Linked DNA regions of Mus musculus: region 1 is linked to region 2. The links are chromatin contacts, called in public promoter capture Hi-C maps. All regions are on one chromosome and are shown on one strand. The core of a region is the stretch at or near the end of the contact, and the rest is flanking DNA. Distances in the headings are between cores, read along the strand shown. Region 1 has its middle 21 kb from the start of Mga. Region 2 overlaps Chp1 (calcineurin-like EF hand protein 1).

The links. Capture Hi-C pulls out chosen DNA fragments and counts their contacts.
Region 1: a contact with region 2 is called in a promoter capture Hi-C map of liver. The contact joins two enhancer-like sites. A contact is called at or near these places in 1 of 39 promoter capture datasets (pre-B cells), 1 of 484 Hi-C or Micro-C datasets (CD8 T cells) and 1 of 9 other capture datasets (liver).

Annotation. Positions count from the first base shown.
Region 1 is chr2:119,874,612-119,877,741 of GRCm38.p6, forward strand. It overlaps a transcript of Mga not described here. Among named protein-coding and RNA genes, the nearest start is that of Mga, 21 kb to the right of the region's middle. Within about 2 kb of position 1,545, at least 2 of the 459 cell types and tissues checked have an H3K27ac peak or open chromatin away from gene starts, as enhancers often do. A contact at or near this core is called in liver, where this site is marked.
Region 2 is chr2:119,557,026-119,560,241 of GRCm38.p6, forward strand. All of the region lies in intron 1 of Chp1 (calcineurin-like EF hand protein 1), which reads left to right. Among named protein-coding and RNA genes, the nearest start is that of Chp1, 11 kb to the left of the region's middle. Within about 2 kb of position 1,911, at least 126 of the 459 cell types and tissues checked have an H3K27ac peak or open chromatin away from gene starts, as enhancers often do. A contact at or near this core is called in liver, where this site is marked.

The DNA.
Region 1 (3,130 bases), core at 295-2,794, 320 kb after region 2:
CTGGGTCACACATTGCCATCCTGTATCAAAACAAAACAAAACAACAAACAAAAGTTAAGTACTAACCTTGAAGTAGGCAGGACAAAATAATGAATGTAGAAACATATAAATTAATATAGTTTAGTTTTACAGAAGTGACATTTCATATCCTGTGGGAAATGTTCTTTAATCATTTTGGACTATTTAGCTAATCATTTGGGGGAAAAAAACTAAAATTCAGGTGAATCAAGTTCAGGTGAATTAATTATTTGAATATAAAAGGTAAAATTAGAAAATTATTACTCTGGGGCCAAGCGAGTGGTCTGTATACTTGTAATCCCAGTATTTCGGAGGGTAAAGCAGTAAATGATGAATTTTAGGCTACTATGGGCTGCTTAATGAGTCTTGTCTCAAAAAACCCAAGATTACTGCTTTGAAGAAGACTGGGTGGACAGCAGGTGTGACGGCACTCTCCTGCAATCTCAGCACTTGGAAAGCAGAAGCAGAATTGCTTCTTGGTCTTGGCCAAACTGAGCTATAGATGATACCAAATGATCTCAAATGTTTTTCTTAAGGTAGGCAGGATGTCTCAGTGGGTAAAGATATTTACCCTACAGCTGACAGTCTGAATTCAGTCCCTGGAAGGCACATGGTAAAAGGAGAGACCTAGCTTTTCTCTAATTGTCCTCTGACTTTACATGTGCATTGTGGCATGTACCTACATGTATATATTAGCATATATACAAACAATATATACACTATATTGCATATACATATATGCAATGTATTGAAACACACAATAGATAATAAATGTAAACAACCCCCCCTTAAAAAAATTCCTCAGAACCATAAAGATTGGTGGGGAAAAAAAAATCATGTCTTTAAAACTTGCTTTGAGGGGCTGGAGAGATAGCCCAGTGGTTAAGAACACTGGCTGCTCCACCAGAGGTCCTGAGTTCAATTCCCAGCAACCACATGGTGGCTCACAACTGTCTATAATGGTATTTGATGCTCTCTTCTGTCTGATGCTCTCTTCATGAAAATAGAGCACTTATATGTATAAATAAATAAAGATCTAAAAAAAATTAAAGAAAAACAAAACAAAAACAACTTATTTTGAGAAAAGAGTTTTGCTTTGTTGCCCAGATTGGCCTGGAATTTACTATCCTTTTGCCTTGGTCTCCAGAATAGACGGACTGAAGCCTTTGCACCTAGAACATAGTACTTTTTGTAGTTATACTATCGTTCCTGTGGTTTACCATTTTTATTTTTACCTATCTAAATTTATCTCAAACTTGCTAGGTAGCTGAAGCCTGTCTTCAACTCCTGATCTTCCTAGCCTTCTAAATACTGGAATTTCAGGCACATGCCATCATACTAGGCTATAGTTATGTCTTCTTAAGCTCTTGCTTGATGGTTTCTCAGAGTTCTTGATGACTCTGATAGTTTTCTTTCTTTCTTTTTTAAAAGATTTATTTATTTATTTTATGCATATGAGTAGGTTGTCACTGTCTTTAAACACACCAGAAGAGGGCATCAGTTTCCATTACAGATTGTGTAAGCCACCATGTGGTTGCTTGGAATTGAACTCTGGACTTTTGGCAAACCAGTCAGTGCTCTTAACTATTGAGCCATCATCTCTCCAGTCCTCTGATAGTTGTTGTTGTTGGTTTGTTTGTTTGTTTGTTTTTTTTTTTTTGATGAGACAGAGTTGGGGTTTAGTATAGATATTTAAATTATCTATGTATGTGTGTAGACATATGTACATTTGTGTTTTTAGAGACAGAGTTTCTTTGTGTGTGTCTAGCTGTCCTGGAATTCTCCTAGTTCTTTTAATTGTGTGTATATGTGTTTATGTGTGTATGTAGGCATGTTTATGTTGCAGTTGGAGGTTGAAATTGGATATTTTCTTCAATTGCCCCTCTTTTTTTTTTTTTTTTTAAAGACATGCTCTCTTACTGAACCTGGAGCTCATTGATCTTATTGATTTGTCTAGAAGGGATGGCCAGTGAGCTCTGAGAATCCTTCTGTGTCTGTCTCTCAGCACTGGGGTTACAGATGTGAGCTGCTGTGCCCAGCTTTTTTACATGATTTCTGGGGGATTGAATTCAGGTTCTCTGGCCATGCAGCAAGCACTTTACCTAATATTTTTCTTTTATTTTTATTTCACTTATTTTTATTGTGTATGCATTCATCCATTTAGTGTGTGTATGTGTGTGTATATTTGTGTGTGCATATGTAACAGTTCATATGTGAAAGTCAGAGGAACACTTTCAGGAGTTGGTTCTTCCTTCTATGTGGGTCTTGGGACCCAAGCTCAGGCTGACAGGCCAGGGGGGAAGGACCTTTACCCACTGAACTATCTTGATGGCCCTATTCAAAATTTTTTTATTACATTTATTTATTTGTGTGTGTGGGTGCACATATAGCACAACTTGTGTGCTAATTTTCTCATTCTACCATGTGGGTCTCAGGAATTGAACTCAGGTTGTCTGCCTTGTTCTTTTACCCGCTAAGCCATGTCACTAGTTTTATTTTTAAAATAAAATGGGGGAGTATTTAAAATTGATTTCACATTTTAACCTAGTTTAATATTAAAACTGTGGCTCCTGATTGCTGAGATTATAAGCATGAATTAACATCACACTTAACCTAGGCTAACCTTGAACTCCAGTCTCTGCCTCAGACTCCTGAGTTCAGAGATCATATCCCAGATAATGCTGCTGCTGCTGCTCTCCTTTTCCTCTTCCTCCTGTTCTTCCTCTTCCTCTCCAGTTTCTCTTCTCTTTCCTTCCTTCCTTTCTTCCTCCTTTGCTTTCTTCCTTCTTGCTGTTTCCTCCCCTCCCCTCTTCTTATTTTGGTTTATTTATTTATTTACTTTGGTTTTTCGAGACAGGGTTTCTCTGTGTAGCCCTGGCTGTCCTGGAACTCACTCTATAGACCAGGCTGGCCTTGAAAATCCACCTGCCTCTGCTACCCAAGTGCTGGGATTAAAGGCATGTGCCACCACCGCTCGGTGTGGTTTATTTTTAAAATGTGTGTATTGACTGCTTTGTCTGAATGTATGTGCCTGGTGCTCTCAGAGGTCAAAAGAAGGTGTTATATTCCCCTGGAACTGGAGTTATGAATGGTTGTGAGTCAGCACGTGTAT
Region 2 (3,216 bases), core at 661-3,160:
TAATGCATGTTAAATAAAAAAAACTAAATAAATATTTTTTAAACATTGTATAAAACTCTACTCATTCACACACACACACACACACAAACACACAAGAAATGTCTAGTAAGGGTCATAACAAACTGTTAATTTCATGACTCTGGCATAGGAGATTGGGGACTTGGGTGTTAGGAACACAATGTTGTGTATTGTTTAATTTACATTTTATCATGTATATAATCTTAATATATAATTATACATCATTAATACATTAAGATTAACAAAAAGAAAAATTTAATAATTTTTCATCTTAAAAAAACCCAACTGGGCAGTGGTGGTGCACGCCTTTAATCCCAGCATTTGGGAGGCAGAGGCAGGCGGATTTCTGAGTTCGAGGCCACCCAGGGCTACACAGAGAAACCCTGTCTTGAAAAAAAAAACCAAATAAATAAATAAATAAATAAATCGATCCTTCAGGGGCTAGAGGAGATGGCTCAGTGGGTAAGAGCCTGTGCTCTGTAAATAAATAAATAAATAAATAAATAAATAAATAAATACATAAATAAATCCTTCAGGGGCTAGAGGAGATGGCTCAGTGGGTAAGAGCATGTGCTCTGCAAGCAGGACCCCAGTTCAGATGGCAGCCCAGAGGAAGGCCGGCTCAGATTGCCAGCGCAGAGGAAGGCCGGCTAGTCAGCACTTCAACACTGGGACATGGAGCTGGTCAGGCGCCTGTTGCTTACTAGTCAGACAGACAGCCTAGCCACAATGTGAGTGTCCAGTTTGGTGAGAAGCTCAGTTTCAAGGCAGGCAGTTGGAGGGTGATAGAGGAAGACACCTCAAGTCCCACTCTGGCTTCTGCATGTGTGCATGGGTTCAAGCATTCTCACATACACTATACAATACCATACATACATACAGAGAGACTACCATAAAATACTCAAAACCAGGATTCAAAAGGTGGCTCAGTGGCTGAATGCATCCTGCTCTGCCAGGAGGCCTGAGTTTGGTTCCTAGCACCCATGTTAGGCAGCTCACAACTGCCTGTAGCTCCAGTACCTGGGGAATTCAATACCTCTGGCTTCTGAGGGTACCAGCAATCACTTGCACAGACACAGAAACACAATAAAAATAAATATATTTTAAAATATTTTAGAAGTACTTCGCACCAATATGAAATGAATTACTTGATAGTTAAAAGACTGAATTACTTAATTGAAAATTAAGCTGGCTCAGCAATTAACTATAGTGGCTGCTCTTCCAGAGAATCCAGGTTCAATTCCCAGCATCCCACAGCAGCTTAAAATCGTCTGTAACTCCTGTTCCAGGGGATCAGACACCCTCATACAGACATACGTGCAGGCAAAACACCAATGTATATAAAAACAAATTATTTTTAAAAATTAAAAAGAGAAAATCAAGCTGTTGGATCTAAAGTTCACAAATGAATGATACTAGGTGGTCTATTAAAGAAATGAAAAGAAACAATGTTGAGATGGAAAACACAGATTTCTTTTTCAAGACTTTTTGGGAAATGTAGTTATTCTTTAACTGACTTAATTTTGCTCAACTAAGGAATTCATTACAAAAGTACCTTTGGAGGCCGGATGCCAGGCTGGGATAAATTGGTCAGATTCCTAAAGAAAGTAGCTGTGACTGGCCCGCCAAGAAGGTTGTGAGCAGTTATTATGGTAGTGTAAGCTGTCCCCCAGGCTCCTGTGTAGGGATGAGGTGGTGATGATAGTTAACTTGGTGTGCTTTCCCAGCGCAGACTCTTTGCTGAGCATTTTCCTTCCACTCCTCACAGTCCCATTGACTTAGCCCCTTGGTCCAGACTCTGGCTACCTGGCCATCACAAGTGTCTATTCTTTGCAAAGCTGTGTGTACCTGTGTGGCTGGCAGCAGTCTCCACCTGCGGCCTTTAGCAGCCAAACTCCTGTTTGTTCTGCCTAGATGGGAGGAGTTGTGCCTCCCAGGCTCTGTTTAGTTATTAGAGCCCCTTTCATGGATGAACCTAGTGCCAGATCACAGCTGCCCTAGTGCGTCCTCCCTGCCCCACCGTTCACTTCCTGTTTTACTTCCTGCCTTGTTTACTTTGTTTCCCCTTCCTCATACAGCAGGTATGTTGTGTTGCTTGAGCTAGGGGAAGACAACCTTCAGATCCACACTTCCTTAATCTTCACCGCCTCACAGGTGCGGCTGAGTCACTTTGGACTTGTTCCCCGCTGTGGGGCTGTCATATTTTCTACTGTGGTTACTCTGTGTTTTCCTCTTGCCTCTAATCTGCCAGGAGACTAAACTGTTCCCCAGAAGTGCCTTTCCCACTTTCAGGCTTGTTTTGTACATCTGCAATTATAAACTGCTTCTAGCAGTTACCGTGCTGGAGTTGACTGTGCTAATCCAGACCACTAGGTTCTCTTGTAGAGGTCACAGCATGGTTACTTTGTTACATCAAACAAATTGATTCCTGGTGTCACCCAGTTAAGTCCTAATGAGGAGGTGATGCTGTGGGTGCTTGGTGCAGAAGGAGACTAGACGTTAAAAACAGAATTGTTTGATGTGCCACACCATTTAGTTCAGCATTAAGTTACTTGCTCAGAAATTCCAGTCTGAAGAGCCAAATTAATTAATAGGCTTGAGGTTTTGTTTTTGTTTTTCCCTCTCTCTTTTAACTTTATTGGGGGTGGGGAGTGAGAGAGATCTGCTAGGGATCAGACAGAGTCTCGCTCATACTCTTAAACAGGTGCTCTTCCTTCAACTAACCTGTGCCTTTACCCCAGGACTAAAAGAAGTTCTTCAAGTCTTACTGGTTTTTTTGTTTTGTTTTGTTTGTTTGTTTTGGTTTTTCAAGACAGGGTTTCTCTGTGTAGCCCTGGCTGTCCTGGAACTCACTCTGTAGACCAGGCTGGCCTTGAACTCTTCTGTCCGCCTGCCTCTGCCTCCCGAGTGCTGGGACTAAAGGCTTTCGTCACCACGCCCGGAAATTATTATTGTTTTGTTTTGTTTTCTTTTCTTTCGAGACAGGGGTTCTCTGTATAGCCCTGGCTATCCTGGAACTCACTCTGTAGACCAGGGTGGCCTGGAACTCAGAAATCTACCTGCCCCTGCCTCTCGAGTGCTGGGATTAAAGGCGTGTGCCACCACGCCTAGCTGTTTTGTGTTTTTAAAGCTGTGTATGTATGTGTGTGTGCGCGTGCGTGCGTGCGTGCGTGCGTGTGTGTGTGTGTGTGTGTGTGT